Regions from separate parts of the Capsicum annuum genome. Here region 2 is linked to region 1. Evidence: chromatin contacts called from public Hi-C data. All regions are on one chromosome and are shown on one strand. The core of a region is the stretch at or near the end of the contact, and the rest is flanking DNA. Distances in the headings are between cores, read along the strand shown. Region 1 holds the start of LOC107857581 (pentatricopeptide repeat-containing protein At2g17140). Region 2 holds the start of LOC107860849 (protein S-acyltransferase 11-like).

Region 1 (4,466 bases), core at 704-3,203:
CTCTTTTTACAACCTTTTTTTTCCATGTCCTTTAGAACTTGAAATGCAGATGATACCTTTCCTCTTTTACATAAATGATGCAAAATAGTATTGTAAATAACTGAATCAGGGTACAAATTCTTTCCAGTCATTTCAACAAACTTCTTCTTAGCTTCATCAAGCTTCCCTTCTCTGAATAAACTGTTAATAATGGTTGAATAGGTTATCAAGTCAGGCAGGCATTTTCTCCCATGATCATCTTCGTTAACCAAACTCATAAATGAACTTCCAAGATCACCAAGGGCAGCACTTCCATGACTCCACATTTCACTCACAATTTCAACAGCTTTGTCCACCTCTCCAGTTTGGCAAAGACCACGAATCACAATGTTGCAGCTCACAGTATCCAGGTCATAACCTCTCTCAATCATCTTCTGCAGTAGCTGTTGTGCCTCTGATACTTTACCTTCTTTCCACATGCTATGAAGTAGAGTATTAAAAGTGTATTTATTCGGAATGCAGCCTCTCTTAATCATCTCATGCAGAATATTTTTTGCCTCGGTCACTTTACTTTTTGTGCAGTAGCCATGGAGTAGAGTGCTATAGGTAACTGTATCTGGAGATATACCATCATTTATCATTAAGCTCATCAACATTTTTGCTTCACCAAGCATCCCATTCTTGCAAAGCCCATCAATCACGATGTTATATGAATAAATAGTGGGATCTACACCATTTTCTGACATTTCTTTCAGAACTGTTTGAGCCTCCAACAGCTCTCCATTCCTAACCAGCCCACATAACCAGATATTGTAGCTCTGCGCATTGAAGAAAATATCATCTTTCTTCATAGATTCTATCAGTTTCCTTGCTTCTTCCAGCATCCCTTTCTCACAAAATCCCCGCAACATCAAATTAAAAGTTACAACATTAGGCCTTGGCAAGCCAAAAACCTCGCCTATTTGCATATCTCTGAAAATTCTGGAAGCTTCAAGAATCTTTCCCGATTTGCAAAGAGCTGAGATCCTAGAATTGAAGGTAACTACATTAGGAACAAGCCCGTCCTCCCTCATCCGCTCAACCAACCTCTCAGCCTCATCATCGTCCCCTTTCTTACAGAAACTGCCAACGAGCGTATTGTATATTATCACATTAGGATAAACATCCATCATCTTCATCCTATCGAGGAGCATCAAACCTTCTAAAGGAAGTCCAATTTTGCAGTACCCGCGAATCAAAATCCCGAAAGTGAACTCATTGGGATGACACCCTTTGTCACGCATAACATCAAACAGGTGGCGGGCATCTCCCAAACGATCGGAACGGCAGAGCCCGTCAATGAGGAGATTGAAGGTATAAGTATCAGGGGAAACGGAAGCGGAAATCATATCTTTATATAACCAGGACATGAAATTGGGAAAATCAAATTGGAAAGACTTGTTTATAAGCAAATTGTAGAGTGAGACATTGGGTGGTGGATGATGAGGGAAGTGAGATCGAGTAGATCGGAAGAGAGAAACGGCGTCTTGAATGTGTTCGTGGGTAGCTAGGAGCTTGACGATGGTGTATTGACAAGGAATAGATATATGAGGAGGGGATAGAGAAAGGAGGAAAGAGTGAAGTGTGTGTATTTGAGGAAGCATTTGGTGACGAAGAAGGATGCCGGTAAGGAGAGGGACTGAATGGAATGGAGGATTTGGAGTTGAGAGAGCGCGGCTGAAGAGTTGCCATGCCCGCTTCGGGTTACTACTGTTATTCACTAATGCTTTTGTTAGTTGCTGCTCCATTTCCTTCTTCTTCCTTGTTTTTACTCCTCAATCACTTCAACCATATCTCTATTCCATGTGTTAAAGGTCCATACTAGGAGACAAATGCGTTTTAAAGGCGTTTAGTTTGGGCGGTTCCGCCTACTCGCTGTTTCCCCACACTCCATTTTTCTCAAACTCTTTCAATAATTTATTCCAAACTAAATTTCTAATCATACTTAATATAGTTTAGTAGATTATTTATCTGTATTCTTTTTCAACATTCCCTTTAAAATTGATTATTTTTCTAAATTTTCACTCATTTCTTTCAAAATTGATCAATTCTAATTTAATAACTCCTAAGATTATGGGTGCAGCAAAATTTAAAATCAATTTTCTTAAAAAATCAACAGAAAAAATATAAAAAAATAAATAAATAGAGAACAAGATAATCTTTATTTTTATTGATTTGAGACAAAATATCCCGCCAGATTCTTTTTTATCCATTTTGAATTCTACATAGATAAATTCTTTTTGTTTGTGTATTTTTTGTTGTGGTAATTAACAAATAGAAAAATTGTATACAGTATGTTTGTGAAAATTTTCAAATAAACTTTTTTTGCTAGAACGTTTTGGACTTTCACATCACTTATAAAGCTTTTCATTTTAACTTAAATACTGAAATAGGGTAGCATATTTATCAAATACATTGGGACAAATATCTTACTTCTTCTTTTTTCATGATAGATTCATTGAGACTACATATCCAAATGAAAATAATGATACCTCTAATTCATTTGAGCCAATAAAACTTGAAATAAAATTTGATTCAGATGAGAATGAATTTAATTATAACAATAAATATGTTGCTACAATTGGTTTTAGTGTTAGAAAGAAATATGTCAACAAAAGTAAAGCTAATGGATACATAACTTCAAGAAAAATTAAATGTTTTAAAAAAAATTATAGAGGAAAAGACAAACGGGATGGGTTCATTACGAAACCTAGAAAAGAAATTAGGACGAGTTATTTAGCTCATATGGTCGTAAGTCGTTAATCAGATGAAAAGTTTTCAGTCATTTCATTTGAAGAGAGTACAATCATCCACTTGTTCATCCATCTCTAGCTCACATATTTCCATCACAAAGAAACTATTAAACTTTTTCAAGTATATGAATTGATTTATCAGATGATTAAAGAATATTTCTAAGTCTTCTTTTAATTATGTTGCTCGTCAAGTGGGGGATAAGGTTGTTTTGAATTTTACACAGAGAGATCATAAGAACAATCTCTGTAATAAAAGAAAGAAAATCTACGATATGGAATGGCTCATAGCTTGATAAATTATTTTAAAGAAAAAAGTAAAAACGGATTCATCTTTTTGATTTATTTGCAATTAGATTATGATGATTTGATAACAAATAAGTTTGAGGTAGATGCTAAAATGATAAGGGATTTTCAGATTTATAAAGCGGTTGACACAACATATAAAACATACAAGGACTACTTTCCTTTGTCATTGTTTGTTGGATTAAATAATCACAGGGAGATGGTTGTATTTGGTATTGTCTTTATGTATGAAGAAATAACATAAACATTTGAATGACTTTTTAATGTATTTTTTTAGAGTTATGTCTGCAAATAAGTTACAAACATTCATCACAAATTAAAATTCTGTAAGCAATTTAGCAGTCTCATAAGTGATGCCGCAAATATATCATCGTCTGTATATATGAAATTTGAGACAGAACGCATGTAAACACCTTATCCATATCTTTGAAGCTCATAAATCATGTCAAAGTGATTTTAAAAAATTATTTTTTGATTACGAGTATGAAATAAATTTTCTGATTGTGAAGCATGGTTTGGAAAGGTCCGTTGAAAGATGGTATATATCAACATTCAAACATGTTTCTTTATGGCTGGCCCCAATGCTTAATGTCAGGTTCCCTCCACATACATATGAAAAGTAAGGCAGCTGTATTAGCTCATCAACTCGCCTAAAATGCTTGAAAAGTACGATCTTAAGGATAATAGTTGGTTGAAAAAAATCTTTGCTATAGAAAAAAATGTTCTATGACATATGATAGAGGTATGTTTTCAGTCGGTAGGTGAAGTACATAATTAAGTGAAAGTTTCAACGGATCACTTAAGGCCTACTTAAAATCTGATTTAGATATTGTACAATTCTCTAAGCATTTTAAAAGAGTTGTTGAAGATAAACGTGCTAATAAAACCAAGACAACTTTTGACATGATTAAATGAATTTGTGTTAAAGGTTAAACTTTCTTTATTAATCCACGCGTAAGAGAGAGATATTGCGACTATATTTGATTTGTTTGAGAAACAGTGGAAATATCATTTCTTGTTTTAGTAAAAGACTTTCATGATGAAGGAGATTGTTATAAATACAATATTAGAACACATAAAAGTAGTAGGGAGCATACAGTAGTTGTGAATCAATAAACAAAAATAGTGTTTTGTAATTACAAATTATTTAAATTTTGAGGTGTATTATGTGGTCATACTCTAAAGATTTTGAACACTTTAAATGTGAAGGATAAGCTTTCCGACTACTACATAGTGAAAAGGTGGACAAAAAATGCTACTAACTTAATGAAAATGAAGCTTAAAGATTTCACAGAAGGAAGTGATCCAAAAGTTGAGGTTAGTACAAGGTACAAATATTTGTGAATAATCTTTGTTCAAATTGCGAGTGAAGCTTCAGAATTCAGAGAAGGA
Region 2 (4,466 bases), core at 640-3,139, 210 kb after region 1:
TCACCCACATAACCCGCACCCGTATCTGAGCAACATAGCTCTTTCATAGGGGACCTATGCAGAAATGTGTCAAACAACTCAAACAGACAGAGACTCCACCAAGATCATTCCAATCTCTTAGTCGATCAGGAATTGGTAGAGCACAAACTCCGCTTATATAACTTTATATACACAAATGTATGAAGGATACATTAGTCTGCTCCTTCCCTGATGGAATTGGAACCCCTAAAAACATGGAAAAGGGAGAAGGGACCACGGACAAGAGGGGGTGGGGCATCCTGGATAAACATAACCATTATGGAAACACGATAATCTGTAGTGCGACCCAGCAATATTCAAGAAAGTGGGAAATGCAGAACTATATGGCTGAGAGTAGTATTGAGTTCATACATCGGACACAGTAATATGGTCTTTAGGTTGAGGAACTTTCTATTAAGTTGTTTAAGTTCATGGGTATCAATGTGAAATCACACTGCCACACTTCTGATCAGAACAAATTATGAATGAGATGCTCACACTAATTCCAGTAGAGACCAAAGTTTCCAGCATCAAGTTGTTATAGTGAATCTAGCTACTGATCAAATCTTAGCAATCACATCTGTCATATTATTAACCATACCAGCTCCATCCACATATCTGCTAACAACTACTATGAGTAGGAGTAAAAAAAGTATAAATAAGCATATTAGATAAAGAGAAAGAGAATGCTATGAGCATATATAACTCAAACATAGTTGTTCAGAATTTTTTTTAACCACAATAGCAGGAGTACTATAGATGTTTGATCACTTACATATCACAATTAGCATAATGACAACAAGCACACCAACAAAGCCGCGATCACGCAAGCGTCTCCACTTAAAGTTCTTGTTCTCAACTTCAACTGCATTCTGGTTTGTTATTGCTCCGCACCAGAAACACTTGAAAGAAGGTGCATATGGCGAAACAAGTAAATGAAGTCCACAACCCCAACATGTCGTCTTGTAGTCCTCAATAAGAGCTGTCACATAGTGGCCTCCCTACATAGTAGTAAATGAATAAATAACTTATATTTTTAGCTATACAGATTCATGCATGCCCAAAATTTTTAAATGAATAAAATGAATAAACTATTCTATGTATTTATTTCCTCAGGTGACAATCGGCATACCAAGAAATGATCTATTTAAAAATTATTCTTTTTTGATAATTGTGGTGTCCGGCCAACTTGCATGCACCTCGACTAATTTCACGGTATACCTGCCACCTACCACCAAAAACAGATATCAGGTAAGACCGCATGGTGCTCAATCCGACTTCATTGAACCACTAGGCGACACCCTTGGTTTATAACCCAAAATATGAAGAGAGACAAAGATGAGAGGCAAAATAGGAGAAGAACATTTCATCTTTACAGTTTTCAGCATAGCTTCTCTTTGCTCCATTGATGCTTTAAACAATTCTTCTTCTCCCTTCCAAAATTCTTGTAATTTTACTGATTCCCCCTATTGTTAACAGCTTTAAAAACTACCAAACATGCAGCTTTCTGTACAGAAAAGAGACCTCAACGGTTACCTGGAAATTCTCTTTTTCTAAAAAGGCCAGTAGTAGACTCGAGATCTCCCACGCTCCCATCCTACATTATTTCAAGTTATTCATGAATTTTAGTACTTAATCAGATACAAATCGATTTCCAAAGGGACATTCACTTCTGCAAATGTTGTGCCAAGACAGGCCTCACTGTTTCCCACACCAATTTCGTTTATGAGTACCAATGAAGTATCTTGGTAATTAAAGTGTACAATGGAGATCCTTATACTTTCTATATAGGTGAGTCTCAAATGAACCTTCCTTTGCTTAGTTTGATGAATCATCTAGACTGATTTTTTGAAGTATTGTCGAATCATTGGAACTGACATTCCAAAAAAGGTAGGATAAAATATATATATATATAATACTAACTAGAGGCATAATCCACTATTTGGATCATATATATATATATATATGTATGTTCTACTTTTAGTTTTTTTGCTGGAATATCCTACTTGATACTTGTCATATATATTTTAAAATGAATTTCTCATAAATATTATAACCACAAAACAATAATATATATACTCTCATAATTGTTAATTCCCTCATGTCCGCCACCAGAACTTAGTTCAACTGGAAAATATTGACTTGGGTTACAGGATTGAATGTTGTGCAATCCCACCTAAGCAGGGACGGATCTATTAAGGTCCGTGGGGTGGCACGTCATACGCAAATTTCGACGGAAACTCAATATATATAGTTTTATATATATATACAGATATAGTTAAAAATTAAGTCTGTCACCCACAATAATAAGACACTGTCTAGAGCGAGTGGCAAAGAGCTGGTTTTCCAGCCCCAAGGTCTTGTATTTGAAACTTGCTGGCGGCAGCATTGGTTTTTTAAAATCATTTTTGTTAATAATTTTTCATTAAAAAAGTGAGGCACCAACCAAGAGCCAATAGGCAACAAGCGTACTTGATACCAGGCAACAGCCAAATTTCTATTTTCAAATTTAAAAAAAAAAAAACCTATTTCCAAATTCCAAATCAAAACATCGACTAAGACTCTCTTGTTCTTGAGGTTTCCTCCTGCTAGTGCTGCTTGCGCTCTCTCTCTCTCTCTCTCTGCTTGCTCTCTGTAAGTTATATTGAAAAATTATTTTGTTTCTCTTTCTTGAGCCTAGAAACCCAAATTTGAAATTATCTATGTATCTTGATAACTTGATTTAGGAGAAAGTGTTCTAATTTTGTGATTGAGAATTTGAGATGGAGAATTTTTTCAAGAAGGTTAATTATTCACAATCAAGTTCTAGTAATGTCAATGTCAATCACTCTTGTATTATAACTGACCTCGATTTGGGTTCACTTAAAGCCGATCCGGGAGAAAGTAGACCCATATTGGCTAAGCACCACTACGTTGATACTGCTACTAGTTTATTTATTTGGATGGTTATTTAGTTATTTGACAAAATTGAAGGTTAATTGTTGAATAAATGATTGGTCACATTGACCAATTTAAAGGTCAAATATAATTAGAAAATTTGATTAAATTAATTATGGATTTAATTAATATTTTTAAAACTTTCTAGTTTTTCTAAAAATATAAATCAACTCACACCCTCTCTTCTCCCCAAATCAACCTTATCTCTTCTCTCTTAACGGTTTCTCCCAACCAATAGTTCGGTAAATTTCTCTTTTTAATCCCCAGCGACTTCAATCTCCGATGAAAAATAGTTGTGTTTCAAGTTTCTTTTTGACTTTCAATTGTCAATTGGCAGCCTTGCTCTCCGGCCACAACCGCTTCGAGTTCTTCATCGTCCCTTCTCTTCTTTCATAGGTAAAAAATTATGGCCTTTTGATTTTTGAAGAAAAAGAGAAACTTGAGCCAACTTCTCTTCTAGTATTAGTTAACAATTTCAATATTTGTTACTTTAATTTGAAATGCGGTCTGAATAAAATTCTAATTTTTGATATTTCTTCTCTTCTCTTTTCAGAGTGAAATATGATTTATTGTTGTTGTGTTTTTTGAAGTTTGATTTTTTTTTTTTGGTTGTGGTTATAAAAACAAAACAACGATGTTGGTGTTTTTGGTGTTGTACCCATTGCTGGTTGATTTGTTCTTGTTCTTGGTAAAAAGGCAAAATAGTGATATTGTTGTTGTTATATTGAACAAAATTATGCTACTGTTTTTTACTGCAACAGATTAACCTATTGATGCAACAGATTAACCTTCTGCTGCAATAGATTTACTGTCTGATTCAACAGATTTACCATCTGATATAACAGATTTACTATCTGATACAACAAAGGGACCATCTGATGCAACAGATTTACCATATGATGCAACTGAGGAACCATCTGATAAAAAATCTGATGCAACAAATTAACTATCGGATAAAAAATCTAATATAACAGATTAACCATCTGATGCAACAGATTTACCATTGGATTAAAAATTTGATATAATAGATTAATCATATTATGCAACAGATTTAACATCGGATGCAATAGAGGAACCATCCGATTAATAATTTGATGCTATAAATTAAACATCTGATGCAACAGATTTACCATCTGATGCAATAGATAATCATCTGATGCAACAGATGAACCTTCTGTTGGATAAAATCCTATCAACTATTCCAACAGGACATGTCCAAGAATTAATTTTTCTAACTGATTATTCGTCTTTCGTGATAGACGACTCTTCTGTTAGAAAAAATCTAAATAATATTGACCATTGATAATTATTCCAACAAATCACTCATATGTTGTAACAGATGTGTGATCTATTGCACAGACCAATCATCTATTTCAACAGATGAGTGATCTGTTTTTATTGTTGCAGCAGATTACTCATTCGTTGCAATAGGTTCGTTATATGTTGCAACAGATAATTGACCTGGTGCACCAGATGTATTATCTGTTGGAACTATTATTTTATTGTTGTGC

What was found. A called contact is a pair of places that touch in the nucleus more often than the background predicts.
Region 2: a contact with region 1 is called in a Hi-C map of leaf, with 2.0 times the contacts expected there. The contact joins the promoter of LOC107860849 here to the promoter of LOC107857581 in region 1. A contact is called at or near these places in 2 of 5 Hi-C or Micro-C datasets (leaf and pericarp).

What each region holds. Positions count from the first base shown.
Region 1 is chr2:20,624,309-20,628,774 of UCD10Xv1.1, forward strand. LOC107857581 (pentatricopeptide repeat-containing protein At2g17140) reads right to left here and starts at 1,954. Exons shown (of 5, transcript XM_016702391.2): 1 at 1-1,954. The coding sequence starts at 1,766.
Region 2 is chr2:20,837,970-20,842,435 of UCD10Xv1.1, forward strand. It overlaps LOC107860849 (protein S-acyltransferase 11-like), which reads right to left and starts at 1,890. Exons shown (of 4, transcript XM_016706328.2): 1 at 1,555-1,890; 2 at 794-1,019. The coding sequence starts at 1,614.